Linked DNA regions of Sus scrofa: region 1 is linked to region 2. Evidence: chromatin contacts called from public Hi-C data. All regions are on one chromosome and are shown on one strand. The core of a region is the stretch at or near the end of the contact, and the rest is flanking DNA. Distances in the headings are between cores, read along the strand shown. Region 1 holds the start of MIA3 (melanoma inhibitory activity protein 3). Region 2 holds the start of LOC110255736.

Region 1 (6,516 bases), core at 3,491-5,990, 48 kb before region 2:
CAGAATGTGAAATTAAAAGTATAATACTTTCTGTTTTGCTTTTTAGGGCCACACTAGCGGCATACGGAAGTTCCCAGGCTAGGGGTCAAATCGGAGCTGCAGCTGGAGGCTTCACCACAGCCATGGTAACCCCAGCTCCTGAACCCACTGAGGGAGGCCAGGGATTGAACCCACATCTTCATGGATACTAGTCAGGTTCATAACCCTCTGAGCCACAACGGGAACTCCCACTACAATACTATTTATAGTAGCACCCCAAAATGAACTATTTTGAGGTAAATTTAACAAAACATGTGAAAGGGAGTTCCCTTCGTGGCTCAGTGGTTAACGAATCCGACTAGGAACCATGAGGTTGTGGGTTCGGTCCCTGCCCTTGCTCAGTGGGTTGCCGATCTGGCGTTGCCATGAGCTGTGGTGTAGGTTGCAGATGCGGCTCGGGTCCCGTGTTGCTGTGGCTCTGGTGTAGGCCGGTGGCTACAGCTCCGATTCGACCCCTAGCCTGGGAACCTCCATATGCTGCGGGAGCAGCCCATGAAATAGAAAAAAGAGCAAAAAAAAAAAAAAAAAAAGGTGAAAGAACTGAATACTGAAAAGTATAAATTATTGTTGATGAGAATTAAAGAACTAAATAAATGGAGACCAATACCAGATTCATGGATTGGAAGACTTAATATAGTCATAATGTCCATGATCCTTAACTGGTGTGTAAATTTAATTCAATCCCAATCAAAATCCCAGTAGATTTCTTTGCAGAAGTTGACAAGCTAATTTAAGATTTAGGCAGAAGTGCAAAGGACATATGATAACCAAACACCTTTGAAAAAAGAGAAAAAAATTGGAGGAGTTATATTAACTTTTCCTAGACTTATTACAGTTATATTTATTATAGCAGTGTGGTATTGGTATAAGCAGACACAAATCAGAGCTGCAGCTGCTGAACTACAGGGCAATGCCAGATCCTTAACCCACTCAGTGAAGGCAGGGATCGAACTCACATGCTCATGGACACTGGTAGGGTTCATAACCCGCTGAACTACAAAGGGAACTCCCATAAGCTATCAGACTTTAAGTAAAGGGAACATATAATAAGTAGAATTTAAGCAAGTATCCTGTTGTGAAGGCCAAGGAGAATGAAGATTTGCAGGCCAGTGGAGGTAAACCCTTTCCCTACAGTTAAAAAGCCATGTCAAGAATTCCTGCTTGGGCTCAGCATGGTGTCGGAGAGGACGTGGGTTCAATCCTTGGCCTCATTCGGTGGATTAAGGATCTGGCATTGCCACATGCTGCAGCATACGTTGCAGACGTGGCTCAGATCCGTTTTGTTGCCTTGGCTGCGATGTAGGCTGACAGCTGCAGGTCTGATTCAAGCCCTGGCCCAGGAACTTCCCTATGCCACAGGTGTGTCCATAAAAAGAAAAAAAAGCCAAGTCAAAGTCATGTTAAAGGGTATGTCCCCCTGAGCATGAGTCACATACAAGGCAAAGTCTTCTATCAGCATGTACTGTTTGTCTAGTCCTGACAAATATTATTCCAATTTGTACTGAACAAACTCAAACATCTTTAAGGAACATATAGGCTTATATAGAAGTTCCTGTTTCCGGTTCTGTCTAGTTTACCTTGGCACTATTTTCATGGAAGTCAAATATTTGGTGCTTTGAACAAATACAGAACAAATTCCAGGGTGGAACCTGTACAACACAATTTCCACAGTGGAGACTGTTTGGCTTAATCTATTTACAGGTTTCAGATAGGAATTGCTTCCATACTAGGACAACAGCAGAGGCAGAGAATGTCGTCCAAAAAAGCATTAAACTAGGTATCAGAAGTCTAATTGTGTGACCCTAGGCAAGTTGCCAACCTCACTGAGTCTCAGATTCCTTGACTGTAACACTGGGGTTAGTGGTAAAACTTCACATTTCTATAAGAAGCAATGAGATAACTGATTAAAATGTGGCCCATCACTGTTGTTTAAATAATTAAAAAGCAAAATCTTAAGACTCTTACAACCAACAGGGATGGTGATGGTACCAGAGTCTCAGTCAATCAATGACTTCATCTCAGAGGAGAGATTTTTTTGATAGAAACCTACCCTGGAAATTGTTCCCTTCTTACTAAAACACAGAATGGAGGGTAACAGCCCCACCCCCAAAAGTGTGCTTATTGGTCAAAAGTGCCTCCTGGAAGGAGACACTGAGAGCTAAGAGGGAGAAAGTATGCTCTAGGTGTAACGTACAACCTAGCAGACCTGTTACAGATCATACACAGCAAATTTCCTGAATCTTTAGTATTTTGATTGACACACATCGTACAAACTAGGAACAGGAACGTAAATACCATCATGAAGATCGTACTCGAGTGGGTACCAAGCAACTGCGTACTCAAAGAGTGGTTCTTTGCAAGTACAAAAGCTCATCCCAATTCCAATTTAATTCTACATGGGATTCGAAATGGCATGGAACACATATTCGATGATGTCAAACCAGAATGATTAAATAGAGAGTCTAAAAAGGGGGGGTGGGGTGGAGTTCCCATTGTGGCTTAGTGGTAACTAACCTGGCTAGTATCCATGAGGATGCAGGTTTAATCCCTGGCCTTGCTCAGTGGGTTAAGGATCCGGTGTTGCCACGAGCTGTGGTGTAGATCACAGATGTGGCTCTGATCTGGCATTGCTGTGGCTGTGAGCAGGCCAGCTGCTGTGGTTCCAATTCAATCCCTAGCCTGGGAACTTCCATATGCCGAATGTGCAGCCTTAAAAAGAAAAAAAAAAAAAAAGTCATCTTATTAAGTTGCTCTTTAGCACAATGCAATCTTTTTGTTCCTTAGGATATGTTTTCTCTTAGATTGGAGTCTAGAAGTCTTTTGTATGTTTTGCTTTATTTTTTAAATTTAATTAATTAATTTATTTGTATTTTTAGGGCCAAACCCGTGGCATAGGGAGGTTCCCAGGCTAGGGGTCTAATTGGAGCTGTAGCTGCCAGCCTACACCACAGCCACAGCAACACCAGATCCGAACCGCATCTTCAACCTACACCACAGCTCAGGGCAATGCCGGATCCTTAACCCACTGAGCAAGGGCAGGGATTGAAACTGTGTCCTCACGGATGCTAGTTAGATTCATTTCCGCTGAGCCACGATGGGAACTCCATGTTTTCCTTTATGTTTGCATTTCTGTTATACCATTTCCTTTTTTAAAATATTATTTATGGTATTTGGTGTGATATAGTATCATTTTCTTTTTACTCTCTTCCCTCTGACACGTTTTCAACCAGAAATGTACCATGGAAAAGGGAACAAGTAGGTAGAGCATGTAAAGATATTTGTTCTAACTTTCTTTTACCTATTGTCTGAGAATGTTTAGGTAAATCAAATTTCTTCCCCATTTTTTTGTGGGAGTATGAATTTTTAGCTAGATAAAATCCATTCTAGATTGGTTTTGGTGAAATTATACCTCACAGTAAGGAAAGAAATGTAACTAGACCAAATCTTTAGACTAGAAACTTGTGTCTATGTTATTTAGTGTAGGTGTCCCCCTGAATCACAGCATCACTTAGGTCAGCCTTGTCTGTGGAGCTTGTGCACAGGCTTGAGTGAGGCCGGATTTTTGACACACAGAGCAGCAGAATTTTCCTCACAAGCCCATGGTTGCTGCATAATGTTACTGAAGACAACATACAATCAAGTATTTCAGCATTTTAAGGAATCCCTGTACAAACTCTTACTAGACCCTTTGATCGTCTCTACAATACTGTGATTCTGCTGAAATAGCTCACTTTCAGGTCGGGGGAAACGCAAACGTTCCTGCGGGAGCCTAATTCATTATCTCTGTAGACTTAGTTATGAACCAAATTGTTTTAATGACTTTCAAGCTGCCTCTCTTTTACTTTCATTACTGAGTCCTGGTTCCATTCTCTGATGCTAGGAAAAGTCTGACCCTTCCTTCACAGATAAAACCTCCAAATTTTGAGTTCCCATGGGTCTTTAGTTTTCCAGGATTATCTTCCCTAGAACGCCTCAATTTCCCCTCGTTACATTTAACCACTTTACTTTCGACTCCCTATCACATTAAGTTTGTCAGCGTTCCTCGTGAAATGACCCCAGAGGACTCCATGGAACCAACTCCAATGAGAAGGAAAACGATATTCTTGCCCAAATTTGGCGGAGGCAGCCACATAAATTAAAAGTTAACACTTTAATAAGAGAAAAAAGATCTCAAGGAAGAATTAAAAGCCCATGCGGGAGTTCCGGTTGTAGTTCAGCCAGCCGGGCTAGTATCCACGAGGATGCGGGTTCCTTCCCTGGGCCTGCTAAGTGAGTTAGGGGCCAGGTGTTTCCAGTGAGCTGTGATGTAGGTTCACGCGGCTCGGATCTGGCGTTGCTGCAGCTGCACGCTGGCAGCTGCAGCTCCTATTCCACCCGTAGCCTGGGAACGTCCATGTGCTGCAGATGCGGCCCTAAAAAGCGAAAAAACAAAAAGCCTCGGCAAAGATTTATCTTGTTAGAATCACAAGCCACGCCTCCGACGCTCGCTGAGTGGGCGCACAAGCCACGCAGTAGCCGGAAGGTCGCACGGAGAACTACTCAGTTAAAGTGACATTTCGGTGTTTTGACTGTTACCCTTTTCCAGGCGGCCTTCCTCTGCTCCAATCTTGACTTGCAATTAAAGGCTCCCATTCTTCCCGCTGAGCACGTCTAGGAGGAACACCTGGGGCCACTCCAATGGGAAAGCGGCAGTCCACGGCTACTTCCGGGTCACGTCCGGGTCGAGGCCCTCACCACCCAATCGGGAGTCAGGGGCGGGGCTGCGTCTGCGCGCCGCGGAACGGCGGAGGGCGGCTTTGCAGCTTTTGCTCTGAGTGCTCCTTTGCTTCCTCTGCTTTGGGTGGGAGTTTGCTCTCACCCGGCCGCAGTCGCGCGGCGGGTTTGGTGCCCAGGGGAGCTCCGGCTTTAACAGGTGAGTCTCGCGGTGGTCGTCCGTATGTCGTTGCCCCGGGACGGGACGGAAGGGCTGTGCTAGGATTTAGTCGTCATCTCCTTTCCCGTGTTTTCCTGATGCTCTGAAGCTCGCGTTCGGAGCGTGCTGCTGGAGGGGAGGAGAAGCTTTGGTACTGTAACAACTGCTCGGCCCCAATTTAGGCTTTTAGAGTGAAAAAGGGAGAGCTGCTTCTGGAATGACTCCTTAAGGAATATGCGAGTCGGGTTCAAACTCCGTTGTCATTTCAAACCCATGCTAACCCCAGAGTTTGATTGTGAAAGGTGTACTCGGGCTGTGACGTGGAGAAGCCCAATTGGAGGCGGGGTAACTAGTTATAAAGTTAATGCAGTAGTCCAGACAATTTGCAGGGGGGTGGTGAAGAGTCTAGGCGCAGGGGGAAGATGGGAGCAGTACCAGCAGGACCCAGTACGCCGTTGGATAAGTGGAAGGAGGGAAAGGGGCCTGAGCATCTTGAGAATTAGGTCCAAACTCAGCTTTTCGCATCCTCCTGCACTTACTACCCATCCACCCAGAATCTGTTCATGCCAAGTGTGTTTAGTGTTCTAGTTCCTGGAATACTGTCCTCACCTTTCTTGTGACATTGGACCAGGTTACCTAGTTTCACTGAGCCCTTTAGTGCTTTCAGTATGAAAATGGAAGAAAACAGTAGTACTTACGCTGGATTTCTGTAAGAACTGAATTAGATACCTTGTATCCCTGGTGTATTGGAAGGGGCAATACATGTTTAGTACTGCTGTTATTATTGTATTTGTCATATTGTTTTGTTATTATACATTTTGCTGTTTTTTTCTCTAGATGAGTGTTTTTTAAAAAATTGGGAACAGCTCAAAAGGATTTATTTGTGTATGTATTTATTATTAGGATCACACCTGTAGCATATATGGAAGTTCCCAGGCTAGTAGTTGAATCAGCTGCTGGCCCATACCACAGCCACAGCCAGGCCAGATCAGAGCCATGTCTGAGGCCTGCACCACAGCTCACGACAATGCTGGATCCTTAACCCATTGAGCAGGGCCCGGGGTCAAACTCACATCCTCATAGATGTTCACAGGGTTCATAACCCACTGAGCCACAACGGGAACTTTTTTATTTTTATTTTTTTAATTTTTAATTTTTAATTTTATGGGCCTATTGTTGACTTATGATGTGTTAGTCTCAGGTGTACAGCCTGAATCAGTTATGGATATAACTATATCCATTTTTTTTTTCCCGTATAGGTTATTACAAACTATTGAGTAGATTTTCCTGAGTTTTTTTTTTTAATAAAAGGATAATTATCTTATTTACCTTTGTATCTTCTTGAAATATGGTAGTAGTTATAGTTATCTTTCTTTTTTTTCGTGGGTCATTCTTTTGGGCTGCTGCTGATGTAATTAATTCATTTCCTACTTTAAAGGAACTACCAGGTACAGTTAATTTTGTTAATCATTGATATTTGTGAGATAAAAGATGGCTGTCTTTCTGTATAACTGGGAAGCCTATGAAATAAGATGTACAGAAAATAACTGGTACTGTCAGCTTGG
Region 2 (6,934 bases), core at 282-2,781:
AGACCCCCCCAGGCAGAGGGGCACAGCGGCAGCGAGCTGGCAGGAGCCTCCCTCTGATGCTTCCGTCAAGGTGGTGGGTCAGGGGATGAGCTTCCAGTTTGCCCCTGGGGAACTGCTGCTGCTGCTGCTGCTGCTGCTGCACATGACCTTAGACACCTGGGAAGCTGGGGTGCAGGCGAGGACCAGTGGTGAGAGCTTGACCTTGGGCTGCGCAGTGGTCTTCTCCTCAAGAACCTTGTCCTCTGACCTGACCGGATGCCCCATGTCCGCTTCTGCAGCGAGACCAAAGCCCATGTTGCCAGGCTACCTGGCTGCCTGTTTGCCAGTCTGTAAACCCGCTTGGAAGTCCACTGTGTGTCCCTGTTTGTAAGTGCCCGTGACCTAAGGCAATAAATCAACACTTGCTCAAATGGACCCGGAGTGTTTGATCTCCTGGATGCTTGCCTGGTGGTAAGAAATGGGACGTGGAGTTCCCGCGTGGGGCAGGGGCTCGGCAGCGTCTCTGCGGGCCAGCACGCAGGTTCTGAGCCTGGCCAGGCACAGCAGGTTAAAGGATCCAGTTGCCCCAGCGGGGCCTAGGTCGCAGCTGCGACTGGGATTTGATCCCTGGCCCGGGAACTCCCTATGCCCAGGTGGCCGAAAAAGACAGAAAAGAAAAAAAAAAAAAAAATCTGCCGTGCTTCACCCAGTTTGCCTAAGAGCCATGTGTCACTCCCAAGCCTCATCTCAGGTCTAAGAGGGGGCTTGTAGTGATGCCTTTGGGGGAGAGCTCCTCTAAAATGGATGTCTCCTTCGCCCTCACTGAAGCGAGGGTATGAATAAAGGCAGGTCCTCTGGCGCCTACTGTTCTGCGGGGCAGAGAGCATAGCAAACATGACTACAGGTTGCATACCTATTATGTGCTAAGTTTATATCCACTCTCCAAAACCTCAAAACCTTGCTGCTTGCGTGTTGCCCCATCACTTCTGCTGCAGATCAGGGAAGTGAGGCCTGGCGAGGTTAGGCCACTTGCCCTGGACCACGGCAGCAAGGGAGCGGGGAATTGTTCAGCTGGACTTGAACCAACGCCCCTGTCAGCCTCTCTGGGGGCCCCCAGGGAGGGTGGTGGCTTTTAACCTGGTACTTGAGGAATGACAGAGCTAAGAGCTTCAACAAGTTCTCCAGATTCTGCAGAGTACCCGGAAGAATATAGGCAATTTGACTTAATGGAACAAAACCAAAAATGCCAGGGTTTTAGGATCCAGAGCTAAAATCTTGCAAGCCAAGAAATTGTCCCAGTCACATCATCCTCAAAAGAACCCAGATTAAGAAATACATTCTCTTGTTTTTTGTGGAGTTTGGGTTATGCTGGGGGAGATACTTGATTTCGTCTCAACAAGTGCCATGCTTACAGCTTGCCAGGCACAGTACAGGCTCTGGGAGACCCAAAGAGATGAAAGGCTTACCTGCTGTAAGCACTGTTAAGCATTAACTTGAACTCAAGGTCATGAGACTCGGGATCCTTGAACTTGCCCCATATGAGAGCTGCAAATGGGAGCCGCCCATTTAATTAAAATTTTTCTAGTAGCCAAAAAAAGGTAAAATTAATGCAATTACACAATTTATTTAATCCTGTATATTATGGTATTATTGTTTCAATATGTAATTGATTAAAAATTACTAATGGGATAGTTGACATTCTTTTTTTTTTTTTTTTGGTACTGAATTTTCTAAACCCAATGTGTATTTTATTTCAGCAAATCTCAATCTGGAATAGCCACATTTCAGGCACTCAATGGTTTCATGTGGCAGGGGGCTAGTTTATAGACAGTCCTTTATCAAAACATCCTGGGTGCGGACAATTTCTGTATTCAGAAAATGCTCTGGGGAATTCCCGTTGTGGCTCAGCGGAAACAAACCCAACTAGTAGCCATGAGGATGCGGGTTTGATCCCTGGCCTCTCTCGGTAGGTTAAGGATCCGTGGTTACCACCAGCTGTGGTGTAGGTAGCAGATGCAGCGCGGATCTTACATTGCTGTGTCGTGGGTCAGCAGCTGTAGCTCTGATTCGACCCCTCACCTGGGAACTCCCATATGCCACTCGTGGCCCTTAAAAAAAGAAACAGAAAAGAAAGGGCACTGGTGACTATAGTCACCCAGCATTCGGGAATTCAGGGTAAAAACTGCAAACCTTGGCTTCCCGCGCAGCCCGGGCCCGTTTATTTCGGGGAATCGCTCCCTCTTTCTCTCGTAGGGGGCAGGATGGTGGCGCCAAGCTGGGCTCTGAACGCCAAGCTGCCACGTGTCCTCGTCCAGGCCACGCGGGCCAATCTCTGGGCCCGGCAACAGGGTCTGGAGGCGCCCTCGCCGCGGGTCGGGCCAGCGAGAGCCGGGCTCCAGCGCCACCAGGCGGCCGCGCGGCGTCACTGCAGGCGCAGCCACGTCCCGCCCGCCCCGCGCACCCGCGCCGCGCGCCGCGCGCCGTCGAGGTCCCCGCGTCGCCGCCCTCTGCCTTTCGTAACTCGGCGCGGGGTCTGGGTTTGCAGGGCTTTGAAAACGAGCCCCCGGCGCCTTGCGCCCTCTCTTCCGGCGCTCTGGCCGCAGATTCGGGTAGCGCCGGCCACCGTGGACCATTTTTCTTTTTTTCCTGCTTCGCGGCGTTCCAGGATTTTCTCTTCCGGGTCGCTCTGAGGCACGGTAAGCATGTTCGTGATTTATATTTCAGGACTAAGTCCTGCCAGAAGTACCGTTTTTTAGAAATCACTGTTTCATTTTGGAATCCCTGGTGCGTATTTACGCGGGATGGTTTTTTAAAAAAAGCGGAAATGCAGATGAGGCCCCAGCGAGGATCGAACTCGCGACCCCTGGTTTACAAGACCAGTGCTCTAACCACTGAGCTATGGAGCCTGCTCACTACCTGGCGCGCTGTAATTCAAGGACATTGGAAGTAACATTGCTTTCCGGCAGTCTCAATTAACTGACCCTCGGCGTCCACTATCTCGGACAATTGTAAAGACAACGTAATAAGCAGAAAAAAAAGCCGAATCTCAAAATTGTATGTTTATGATTACCAAACACGAATTCATACCGACGATACATTATGCATACAGATAATTACTGAAAGGGAAAGTGCAAAAATGAAATACTGTTCTAATGGTGCATGAATGGTACCTTTACGTCTTAAAAAGTTCTCCAGTCTGTTGTTTGTATGACAAATTGTATCAAGTTTTGTACTTAGAGGGAAGTTATGGGGGAGTATCTTTGGTACCCGTAACTGAAATAAGTAATCGACTGAGGATGAATTAATTGATTCCACACATTTTTGAGTACGCACGTCCTACCCGATGGTAGAGGTACAGTGAGTAGGTAGCGCTCTGTTCCCTCTCCTGTGTAAACGATCCATCACTGCCTGAAGGAGAGGATGACAAGCACGCGCTCCCAGAGGTCTGGAGGCTTCTCTCCCTGACCTCCTTCAGATTCCTTTTCTCATCAAGACTCTTCTCTCACCACCCCCTCCCCCATTTAACGCGGCACCACCCTCCTTATCCGGCCCCTTTGCCCCCAACTACTCAACTTTCTTTCCTGCTGGACAATGTGTTTATTATTACGTTTATTCTCTCCAGGTTAGAAGTTGGGTCTTTGGGGCCTTTTTATTTCATTCCCTGCTGTATGCCCAGCACCTAGGATGACGTCTAACGCCCCGTGAGCGGGTGCTCAGTAAATGCTGAATGATGGGCATCCGCCGGGAGAAACCGGGAAGCGTTTGGGAGCCGCTTTCTCACGTTCGCCTTTACTGCCTGCCGCCTCCCTGGCCTCGCTCGTCCAGTGGGGGGTTTTCTAACACGCTTGGGCGTCCTCAGCCTGTCTTGTTTCCCTCTGGTCCTGCTGCCCGGCCCTTTGCTCTGAGACGCACCGCCCTGCTGCGCACTTTCCTCGCTCCTCTGCCCAGCCCTCCAGGGCGTCTCGCAGTTCTCAGGACCAAGCCGAGCGCCTCGTTTGGTTTCCTCTTTGGTGCACAGACTTTGCCTCCCTCTAAGCAAACCTAGCAGGCCCCTCCATTTCTCATTTTACGAGGCTTCTTCTGCCTTAACATCTGAGCCTCCCTTGGATGTTTCATGTCATCAAGAAATGCTTTTCCATCTCAGAGGTGGTTTTGAGAAAGGCTTTCCTTTTCTGGGGCCGCCCCGGCCGAGTGCACACAGCCTGGGGGGCTTAAACGATAGAATTGTCTTGTCTCACGGTTCTGGAGGCTATAGGTCCAAATTCAAGGTGTGGATAGGTTTGCTTCCTTCCGAGGGTTCTGAGGGGCGGTTTCCATCCAGGCCTCTCTCCTCGGCTTGTAAATGGCCATCTTCTCCTCCTCGCTTCCCTTTGTTATGTGTCCCTGTCTGGGTTCAAGTTTCCCTTTTTTATGAGGACACCAGCTAGGCGGCATTAGACTCACCCAAGTGATCTCACTGTAACCTGATGACCTCTGTGAAGACACTGTCTCCAAAAAGGCCACATTCTGGGGTTCCTGTTGTGGCTCACCCGTAAGGACCCCGACTAGTATCCATGAGGACGTGGGTCCGATCCCTGGCCTTGCTCAGTGGGTTAAGGAGGATCTGGCGTTGCCGTGAGCTGTGGTGTGGGTCACAGATGTGGCTTGGATCCGGCGTTGCTGTGGCCCTGGTGCAGGCCGGCAGCTGAAGCTCAAGGAAACTTCCATGTGCTGCAGGGATGGCCCTAATTAAGACAAAAAAAAAAAAAAAAGAAAAAAAAAAAAGAAAGCCACATTCTGAGGTACTGGAGGGTTAAGACGGCTACATAAGAATTTTGAGGGGGAGGAGTTCCCTTTGTGGCTCCCCAGAAACATATCTGACTAGCCTCCGTGAGGACGAAGGTTCAATCCCTGGCCTCGTTCAGTGGGTTAAGGATCTGGCGTTGCGGTGAGTTGTGGTGTAGGTCACAGATGTGTCTGGGATCCTGAATTGCTTCGGCTGTAGCTCTCATTCAACCCCTAGCCTGGGAACCTCCATATGCCGCAGTGCGGCCCTAAAAAGACTTTAAAAAAAAAAAAAAGAATTTTGAGGGGGCACGATTTAACCCGGAATGTGTGCTCAGTTAAGGCAGAAGCAAGGCCTCCCTTCATTCCCTGCATCCCCTGTGGCGCCTGCAGGTGGAGGTTCATAGATTTTTGCTGCACCCGCCCTCCCCAGTGCTGGGGCACGGGACCTGCAGCCGCTGCAGGTGGGGTGTGGTGGAAGTGCACCTGCACCTCTCAGCTCGAACTTTCGAGCTTCAGGACGTGGAGACGAGGGGAAGGCAAGATCAGGAGTGGGGGAGACGTTCATGTGCTCACAAGGGTTAGTTAACTCATAAGGATTAGTTAACTCACAAGGGTTAGTTCAGGGTTAGTTAACTCATAAGTGCATGGCATTAGAGGAACAAGTCTGGGAGGGCTTTTTAAAAATTGATTTTTTATTAAAGTATAGTTGACCTACTGTGTTGTGCCAGTTTCTGCTGCACAGCAAAGTGGCCCAGTCACACATCTATACACCTTCTTTTCCTCACACTGTCTCCCATCACCCTCTACCACAGGAGATTGGCTGGAGTTCTCTCTGCTGTACCCAGGACCTCCTTCCTTATGGCTTCTAAATATAACAGTAATATAATAATCTACCAATCCCAAACTCCCAGTCCGCCGCACATCCCCCTTGGCAATCCCCCCTTGGCAATCGCAAGTCTCTTCTCTATGTCTGTGCTTTATATTTAATTTTAGGTCCCTTCCTCTTTTTCCTGATCCCCGCCGTCAAGCCCCAACGCAAGCCATTTCATCGCCTGTGAAATGGAGGGGATAATTTTGGCTCTGTCTCAGAGCAGTTTGGGGCATTCAACACAATCGTGAACTTGACAGTGGTCGCAGGTGGTCAAGTGCCAGATACAAGCGCGGTAGACTGAACATTTCCCTCCAGCGTGTGGGTCCACCCCGAGCAGAACTTCTCAGGGACAGACTCCAGCTTGAGGCAACGGGAGGGGCGCAGGTATCCCAGGTCCAGCGTGGGTGGAGGGAGAGGAGGAGACAGAAAGCAGGACCCTGGGATGGGCTATGTGTTTTTTTTTTTTTTTTTTTTTTTTTGCTGTAAGGCGGCGGTTGGCTTTGCGCGTCCACCGCCCTCGTGCTCGCCTTCCTCGAGCGGCTCGGGCTGAGTCGGCTGCATCCGGGGAGATGGGAAGGCAGGACCCACCCCGCCTCGGGCAGCGGCTCGCCCCCCGCGCCCTGTCCCCGCGCCACCGTCCCGCGCCCTCTGTCCCGGGACCCGTCCTTATTCTGTCTCTTCCAAAGTCGGACTCGAGGTCAGAGGGTGTGAGGTGTCACGGTCGGGGGTGGTTCATGCTCCTCTAGCCGCGCTTCCTTTGGGAGACTCGGAGGCTTCCTCCCAGGGAGGGGGAGGGGCTGGCGACATCCCGTCCAAGAGGAGAGGAAGGTTCATTACTGGGGACCCGGGAGTCAGGACGTGGCCCAAGGAAGTTGGAAGGTGCGCCCTGGGGTCTGGTCCCTCCCTGCACTCACCCACACCTGAGCTGGGGATGAGGGGTGGGAATAGGACCCCCTCGACCTGGCAGAGCCGAGGGAGGGGAGGGGGCGGGAAGCCGAGGGCGCGCTTCCCCGTTGCTTTGCAAACCCAACCCAGATTCACAGGCAGAAGGGACAGCAGTTAGGGACTGTAGCCCCCCGCCTTCGGGAAACACAGAGCGTACGTGCGTCTAGGGACGGGAGGCCCCAAAGGAACAGGACAGATAAAGTCCCTGCCCTCCAGGTTTCCCTGTAGTGCTACGCAGAAGGGGGGAACACCAGCGAAGCCGGCTGCCTGACGCAGGTGTCTGGATCCACCCGACCCGCACCCCCGCTCGGGCGGAGGGAACTCAGGACGCTGGAGGGGCTCGGGGGCCAGAACCTGGGACGCTGGGCTCAG

The links. A called contact is a pair of places that touch in the nucleus more often than the background predicts.
Region 1: a contact with region 2 is called in a Hi-C map of liver, with 2.7 times the contacts expected there. The contact joins the promoter of MIA3 here to the promoter of LOC110255736 in region 2. A contact is called at or near these places in 2 of 5 promoter capture datasets (both in liver), 4 of 47 Hi-C or Micro-C datasets (embryonic fibroblasts and liver) and 2 of 2 datasets of contacts at active chromatin or transcription factors (alveolar macrophages and skeletal muscle).

The regions. Positions count from the first base shown.
Region 1 is chr10:11,360,713-11,367,228 of Sscrofa11.1, reverse strand. MIA3 (melanoma inhibitory activity protein 3) reads right to left here and starts at 4,740. Exons shown (of 28, transcript XM_021064137.1): 1 at 4,615-4,740. It overlaps TAF1A (TATA box-binding protein-associated factor RNA polymerase I subunit A), which reads left to right and starts at 4,797. Exons shown (of 11, transcript XM_005667923.3): 1 at 4,797-4,951; 2 at 6,512-6,516.
Region 2 is chr10:11,309,327-11,316,260 of Sscrofa11.1, reverse strand. LOC110255736 reads left to right here and starts at 1,531. Exons shown (of 7, transcript XM_021065090.1): 1 at 1,531-1,577; 2 at 2,233-2,675. The coding sequence starts at 1,531. It overlaps HHIPL2 (HHIP-like protein 2), which reads left to right. Exons shown (of 10, transcript XR_002336124.1): 10 at 1-414. TRNAT-UGU (a tRNA gene) reads right to left here and starts at 2,885; the gene lies at 2,813-2,885.